2 separate regions of the Sus scrofa genome follow, and region 2 is linked to region 1. The links are chromatin contacts, called in public HiChIP or PLAC-seq maps. All regions are on one chromosome and are shown on one strand. Each heading gives the region's core, a stretch centred on a gene start, on an enhancer-like site or on the middle of the called end of the contact. The rest is flanking DNA. Distances are from core to core; before and after follow the strand shown. Region 1 holds the start of GCNT3 (beta-1,3-galactosyl-O-glycosyl-glycoprotein beta-1,6-N-acetylglucosaminyltransferase 3). Region 2 holds the start of SLTM (SAFB-like transcription modulator).

Region 1 (3,425 bases), core at 644-3,143:
CACTGAGCAAGGGCAGGGACCGAACCCACAACCTTACGGTTCCTAGTCAGATTCGTTAACCACTGCGCCACGACGGGAACTCCTGGACTTGGTTTTAAACCAGACTTGCCTTTGTGGTGCAGAAAGAACACCCCGCTCCCATCAGGGGCTGAGAATAAGAAGGACGGACGTGGCTGAGTAAGGCCACTCCAGGCAGGAAGCAGGAGAGAAAGCCAGCCCTCTTTTTCACCCCAGTGGGGTGTGAGGAGGAGCAAGAAAGGCTGGTAAACACATTCTCCCTTTTCTTCGTCTTGGAGTGAAACCCAGAAGTAGAAAAACTGGTCAAGACGCCCAGATGGGTTTGAGGAAGCTGAAAACATTGTGGGGAGTGTGGAGAAGGCTGAGGTCTCAGGTAAGAAACTCAGCATGTGGTCCTGTCCAACCTGGTTTGGGCAGTAGCACAGCAGCTGTTGGATGTGGCAGCTTCTGGCCAGATTCTAGAATGCACGGCTGAGGACCTGGGAGCTGCCAAGAGACCAGCAGGGGCCGAGCAGGGACTGAGGGAACTGCAGGACTGCGGGAATGTAGGACTGCTCTGATAGAGGTGGTGTGGGTTTATTAGCGAGCACAAGCCAGGAAGTTGTATATGCCGATGCAAACAATCGACCAACAGTCTAGGACTAGAAAGGACTAGAAAATGGTTTTATTCAGCCAAGCTGAGGCCTAGGGCCAGGGAGTGCAGTCTCCATGAAGGAAGAAGGTGCTCTGGAGAAGCTGGTTTTCAGCAGAGTTGTACATCTTGTCAGAACAAAGAACATCTTATCATCAAATATGATACGGGCATATTTCTTCAAGGTTTTAAGAGAGACAGAGTAGCACGTACAAAGCCAGTCAACACCACCTTGGTTTCTAGGAAGGGAAACATTTTTGAAGGTGTACTAGCCTGGGCCTTATGCAGGGAGGGGGCCTCATGCAGGGAGGGGCACGCATGCAGGGAGGAGCATTTGTCACTAGCTTCACAGTGGACATACTTTACTAGTGGATAATGTATTCTTTTCTTAATGGTTAAAGCAGATGTACAATGCATGACAAACAGACCATCAGACAGGCCATTCTTGTTAACAAGAATTCAAACCAGATCGTATATAAACCAGAATGACTTCCCCATGCCTCAGTAGGCAAACATTTCTTCCAGCTCAAAAAGACACTGAAGGAAAAACACCACCCCGGGTACAATTTACTCTCCTTCAGTCTTATGTCAGCTGGGGTCCATTCAGGAAGACAGAAACCTCCCCAGGTATTCCATACAGGGAATTTACTACAGAGAATTTGTCATCCAGGTTATGGAAACTGAACAGCCAATAAGAGACAAGGAGGCATCCAGAGATCATAAAAGCAGGTGGGCGGGGGGGGGGGTGGAAATCTGTTTAGCCAGAAGGACAACACCTTAGCAGCTAGATGGACATGGGATGCCTGAATTGTAAATAGCATTATTTTGTAAAATAAGAAAATGTAGGTAAATTCCTCCTCCAGCTAGCTTCCTGGCTTGTACCCCCACCCCGGGTTTTCTCCATCAGGATTTTGCCTCTTAGCAAGGCCTTCCCTGGCCATCCTCCTGTGACTGGCCCCTCCCATCCCGGCACCCCCTACCCTCAGCCCCTGCTTTATTTTCCTCCCAAGCACTCACCATCAGCTGACAGGCCTTGGGATTCACTTGCCTGCTGACTTCCTCTCTCTGCCCCCACCTCACGTGAGGCTTAAAATTCCATAAGGGCAGAAATGTTGGTCTGTTTGGTTCCCAGCCAGAGCAGAGTTGGGGCTGAGTCACTGTCACGGTGCCAGCCTGCCTATCAAACCTGTCATGAATCCTCACCTACAAAGCCCGCTTCTAATTTCTCTGATACTAGGTTTCCTGTTCTAGAAAATGAGAGCTGAGCCCAAAGGCCGTTCCACAGAGGCATTCCTTGGCTGGGTGTTCTTCCTATTGGAACTTAGTGCCTAATGTGGAATATAAAAAATAACACAAACTAGCAAATATAGCCAGAAACGAACTCACAGGTTTTTTAGGGCCGCACCAGAGGCATATGGAGAGTCCCAGGCTAGAGGTCCAATTGGAGGCTACGCCAGAGCCACGCTGAATCTGAGCTGTGTCTGTGACCTGCCCCCACAGCTCATGGCAACATCGGATCCTTACCCTGCTGAGTGGGGCCAAGGATCGAATCCGTGTGCTCATGGATACTAGTTGGGTTCGCTAACCGCTGTGCCACGATGGGAACTCCCGAACTCAGGGATAGAACACACTGGTGGTTAACAGTGGAGAAAGGGAAGTTAGGAGGGGCAAACAGGGGTAGGGATTAAGAGGTATAAAATACTATGCATAAAATAAATAAGCTACAAGGATATAGTTTACAGCACAGGGAGTAAAGCTAAATTTTATAATACTTATAAATAGTACATAATCGTTACCTAAAGCTAACATTGTAAATCAACTTTACCTTGATTAAAAAAAAATTCCCTGTAGATTTCTATTTCTTCCACGTGGTGGCAGCAGAGGACAGCGAATCTCGAGGACTGACGGTGTGGAAAGCTCTGTGATGACACCTCGTGGTGAAATCAGGCAAACATCTTCACTCCCCTCCGTCCTGTTCTCTGGCCCTTCCTCCGTGTCCCAGAAGGGAGTCAGATTTTTGCTTTCTCTGTGCCCCCAACCTAACGCCAAAACAGAACTAGGTCACAAGTTTGAAAATTAAAAAGGCACGGCAGTGAGGGATTAAAAACAGACCAGGAACCACTTAAAGCAATTATACACACCTGAGATAAGCCAATAAGAACTGGATTTAGCTCCAAATTTCTAGACTCTGGGGCAGGGCTGGTATTAGGATGAGGTGAGTGAGACCCTCACCTCAAATGCTAAATGTAAGGAGAAGAACAGTCAAAACTCTCAGCCATCAAGATAAATATGGTTTGTGTAATATTTCTAGAATTCTAAATTAACCAAAAAAAAAAAAAAAACCCTCCACCAACCCCATAATTTTAAATAGAATTACATAAAACATGTATATGAGGCATACATTTTTCTTTTTTGCCTCAGTTCCAAAATAACGCCACACAACTTGGTTGGATTTGATCTTTAAGGTTTGGCATTTTGTTCACTGTGCATTTTTTGGCATCAATATTTGACCTTTTAAAAAGATGGCATGAACATATAATTTATGTTAATTACAGATTTGGGGGAATCCCTTTAAATTTCCACTTTGCCTCACCCTAATCCCAGGACCGCCTGGTCCATCTCGCTAGGGGGCAGCAGAATCACCTGAGTCCTGGCTGGCCACCATTTGCCTGGCATCCTCCAAGCCTGGGATGTCCTGGTGAGAAGCTGGCAGGGGCACAGCACCCAGGAAGCAACCATCCCCCAAACCCCGTGCCTCACACACCTTGGCTCAGCC
Region 2 (3,425 bases), core at 283-2,782, 540 kb after region 1:
AATTTGGCCAGTAATTAGTTGCAGTTTCTAGGTAAAAATCTTAGTGTTCATCTATGAGAGAGAGAGAGGATTAAGTCAGAAGATTCTAAAGATCCTTTGAATTCTAAAATTTTATAACTGTGAATCAACTTATAATAAAGACAGAAGTGGATATATATATATATATTTGTCTTTTTGCTATTTCTTGGGCCACTCCCGCGGCATATGGAGGTTCCTAGGCTAGGGGTCGAATCAGAGCTGCAGCCACCGGCCTACGCCAGAGCCACAGCAACGCGGGATCCGAGCCGCGTCTGCAACCTACACCACAGCTCACTGCAACGCTGGATCGTTAACCCACTGAGCAAGGCCAGGGATTGAACCCGTAACCTCATGGTTCCTAGTCGGATTCGTTAACCACTGCGCCACGACGGGAACTCCCAGAGGTGGATTTAGAATCAGGAGACTGGATTTGAGCACATGCCAGCTATGTGAACATGGACAAGCCATTGTACCTCTCTAAGCCTTGCAGAGATTTACTTCACAGGGTTTGGAAGGATGAGGGGGTTATTGTATGGCAAAGTACATTATAAAGAACTACCCAAACGTCAGGTATTATTTTACAATACCCAGTTTTTCTTTTTTTTTTTGTTCTAATTAATTAATGAGAAAAGGCAACCTAAAGCGACATAAAACTCATCTATTTCAATTTTAAAACCAGGAAATTTCCAGTAAGAATTAAGTGTGTGTCATACTTTGTTTTTGGCATTTATAGAATAATTTTATTCCATAATTGCTTATGCTTTGATGATTAATAATACCGGCTAAAGTTACTCACTTGTACAGGCCAGTCCCGCATAAGGTGGTCATTGTTCTTGGAGTCCCAAATTTTGAGGGGATCAAACAGTGAGGACAGTAAATGAGAACGGTAACAGGCACCTATAAACTAAACTCCTTATTCAGTAATCAATTTTGTGTTGAGACATCCGGACCCCCCGGAGAGGATGATAAACTGGCCAGTTCAGAAGGGAAGTTGTCCTGCTTTTCCAGTGAGATGGGCAGTCCTAGAATAAACGAAGATTTCCTGGGCAGAGGCACGTTTTCCCCGAGACAGCTTGGGCGGCTTATCACACAGGCAAGCCCTTTATATTCTTATAACCCTTTATGCTCTTTATATTAACCGCCCTAGGGTTTCTTTCCGGCCTTTGAATGGAACTTGGGGAAACTAGTTCGTTCGTGCACAGAGGCCACATTTTTTTTGATTATTCAGCAGAACCGATAAAGTATTTCCCTGAAGAGGTTCACGGAGCGCACACGCCTCTTACTCTGTGTTGAGTAACGCGCGAACTATGTATGCCGAGAGTGCCTAGCACACTGCTGTTGCTCAAGACTAGAGACGTTGCCAAAACATGGCTAACGAAGCAGCGCGGAACCATGGAGGTATGGAAGTTGGTGCGGTTGGACGCGCCCGACCTCCCCAGCCCACGCATGAAGTCGCACCGCCCAGGTGGCAAGACCGGCTCCGCGGCGCGCGCGGGGCGCCGTCCCCTGCGCAAGTGCGCACGCGCGCCCGTCATCCGGGTGCTGATCGCTGCTGCAGGTTGCGCCCGGGTGGCGAATAGGGGGCGGGGCCAGCGGCTCATTGTGCGCAGCGCTGCGCGGCGCCGGCTGCCGGCGAGGCCTGGGTCGAAGTTGGAGCTGCTGCCGCCGCCCTGCAGCCCACTGGCTGCCTCGGCCGCGCGCTGCTCTTCTAAAATGGCTGCCGCCACCGGTGCTGTGGCAGCCTCGGCTGCCTCCGGTCAGGCAGAAGGTAAAAAGATCACCGATCTGCGGGTCATCGATCTCAAGTCCGAGCTGAAGCGGCGGAACTTGGATATCACCGGAGTCAAGACTGTGCTCGTCTCCCGACTCAAGCAGGTGAGGCCCGGCGAGGGCCGGGAAGGCGAGCTTAGGCCGCGCCTCGGAGCCCCCACTTCCGCCGCAGCTCCCGGCCACCCGCAGCCGCCGGGACCCGAGGGGTGGCACGGTGGGGAGGCCCCAGGCGGCGCCCGCGCGCGCGGGGAGAGCTAGGACCCTCCCGCGGCGCCCCCGCCCCCGCCTCCGTGCGCCGGGCCTGGCCTGCCCTGGGCCAGCGAGCAGCCCGGGACCGGCCGCCGCAGCCGAGCGCACCCTTGCTTCCCCAGGGACGTCCTCGCCAGGCTGGCAGGACTGCAGCCGGCCGGCGCGGCCTCCCAAGGGCGACCGTGGAGATCCGGGAGGCACTCGGTCCCCAGCCTTTAGCGATGGTGAGCGCGTGCATTTCTTGGCCTCATAGGGACTGGTTACTTTGGTGACTTCTGCGAAGTTACCGTTTAATTGTGCCCAACCGTTTCCTCCCCATATTGGAGGGGAATTGATAGTGGGAGTTGATGGGTGGGTAAGAGAAAGGATTTGTTTTCCGCTGGGTTTTCTGTTTATGCATTAGCGCAATAATCTGCTTTTTCATCCCGGATAATCTTTCTGGTTTGAGTGAGTGTTGAAACTGTAGTAGAGGAGAAATAAGTTTGTATTATAGAAATTAGGAAAGCTCTTTTTAGTTCTTTGCTTTCGTAGCTAGCAACTTTTCTGCAATCGAGAATATTTAGACTTTTGTTCAGTATGATAATATGTGATAGTTAATTTTTTCGACTGGGTAAAATATAAAGCTCCATGTGATTTTGATACCTAATGATATTTCCTCCTGAAAGTGTCTCTCGTGTAGTTAAATTGCTCCTTTTTGAAGTTGCTTTATGAAATGACTGGCAATTCTGACGTCTTGAGGCTTGAGGTTTGCTATTTTTTCATTTCGTTTTTATAAAATAAGTTTAGATAGATTGTGTAGCATATTAACTTCTCTTTCTAATGTAGGCTATTGAAGAGGAAGGAGGCGATCCAGATAATATTGAATTAACTGTTTCAACTGATACTCCAAACAAGAAACCAACCAAAGGCAAAGGTTGTTACGAGTTATAAACATATTTTAAAATATATTTTGGTTATATAACTTGCCTCTGCTCTTGTGCCACTTGCCCTGTTTATATAGTGCTACTCTTTGCTATTTCCCTCTGGCACTCTGCCTTGTTGGGTCAAGGAAGAAAAGTTACTGTTGCCAGGCTTTGGGTGACTAGTAGCCCTTAAGATTTGGCTGAAGCTGACGTGAAAGTGAGACCAGTTCGTTATTGCTTCTGAAAAAATTACAAAGTTGAGTTTCATAATGTTTCTTCCTTCATCGTACAATAGTTACTGAAGAGTAAAATAGTTTTGTATATGTCTACCTTGCCCCACAATTGGCAGAGTATTGATGGAATTCCTACCAAATCTTTCACCTTGGCTCCTTGCTGTTTTCTCTAGTATAATAAAATTCTATAACCTTTGTGTTTAGTATTTTGTTTGACTTGGAGAACTTAATTTGCATTTATGCCATTATACAC

What was found. HiChIP or PLAC-seq counts read pairs in DNA pulled down with a chosen protein or histone mark.
Region 2: a contact with region 1 is called in an H3K27ac HiChIP or PLAC-seq map of alveolar macrophages. The contact joins the promoter of SLTM here to the promoter of GCNT3 in region 1. A contact is called at or near these places in 2 of 5 promoter capture datasets (fetal liver and fetal skeletal muscle) and 1 of 2 datasets of contacts at active chromatin or transcription factors (alveolar macrophages).

What each region holds. Positions count from the first base shown.
Region 1 is chr1:112,539,091-112,542,515 of Sscrofa11.1, forward strand. It overlaps GCNT3 (beta-1,3-galactosyl-O-glycosyl-glycoprotein beta-1,6-N-acetylglucosaminyltransferase 3), which reads right to left and starts at 1,894. Exons shown (of 5, transcript XM_021094516.1): 1 at 1,667-1,894.
Region 2 is chr1:113,083,563-113,086,987 of Sscrofa11.1, forward strand. SLTM (SAFB-like transcription modulator) reads left to right here and starts at 1,533. Exons shown (of 21, transcript XM_021073623.1): 1 at 1,533-1,893; 2 at 2,863-2,950. The coding sequence starts at 1,732.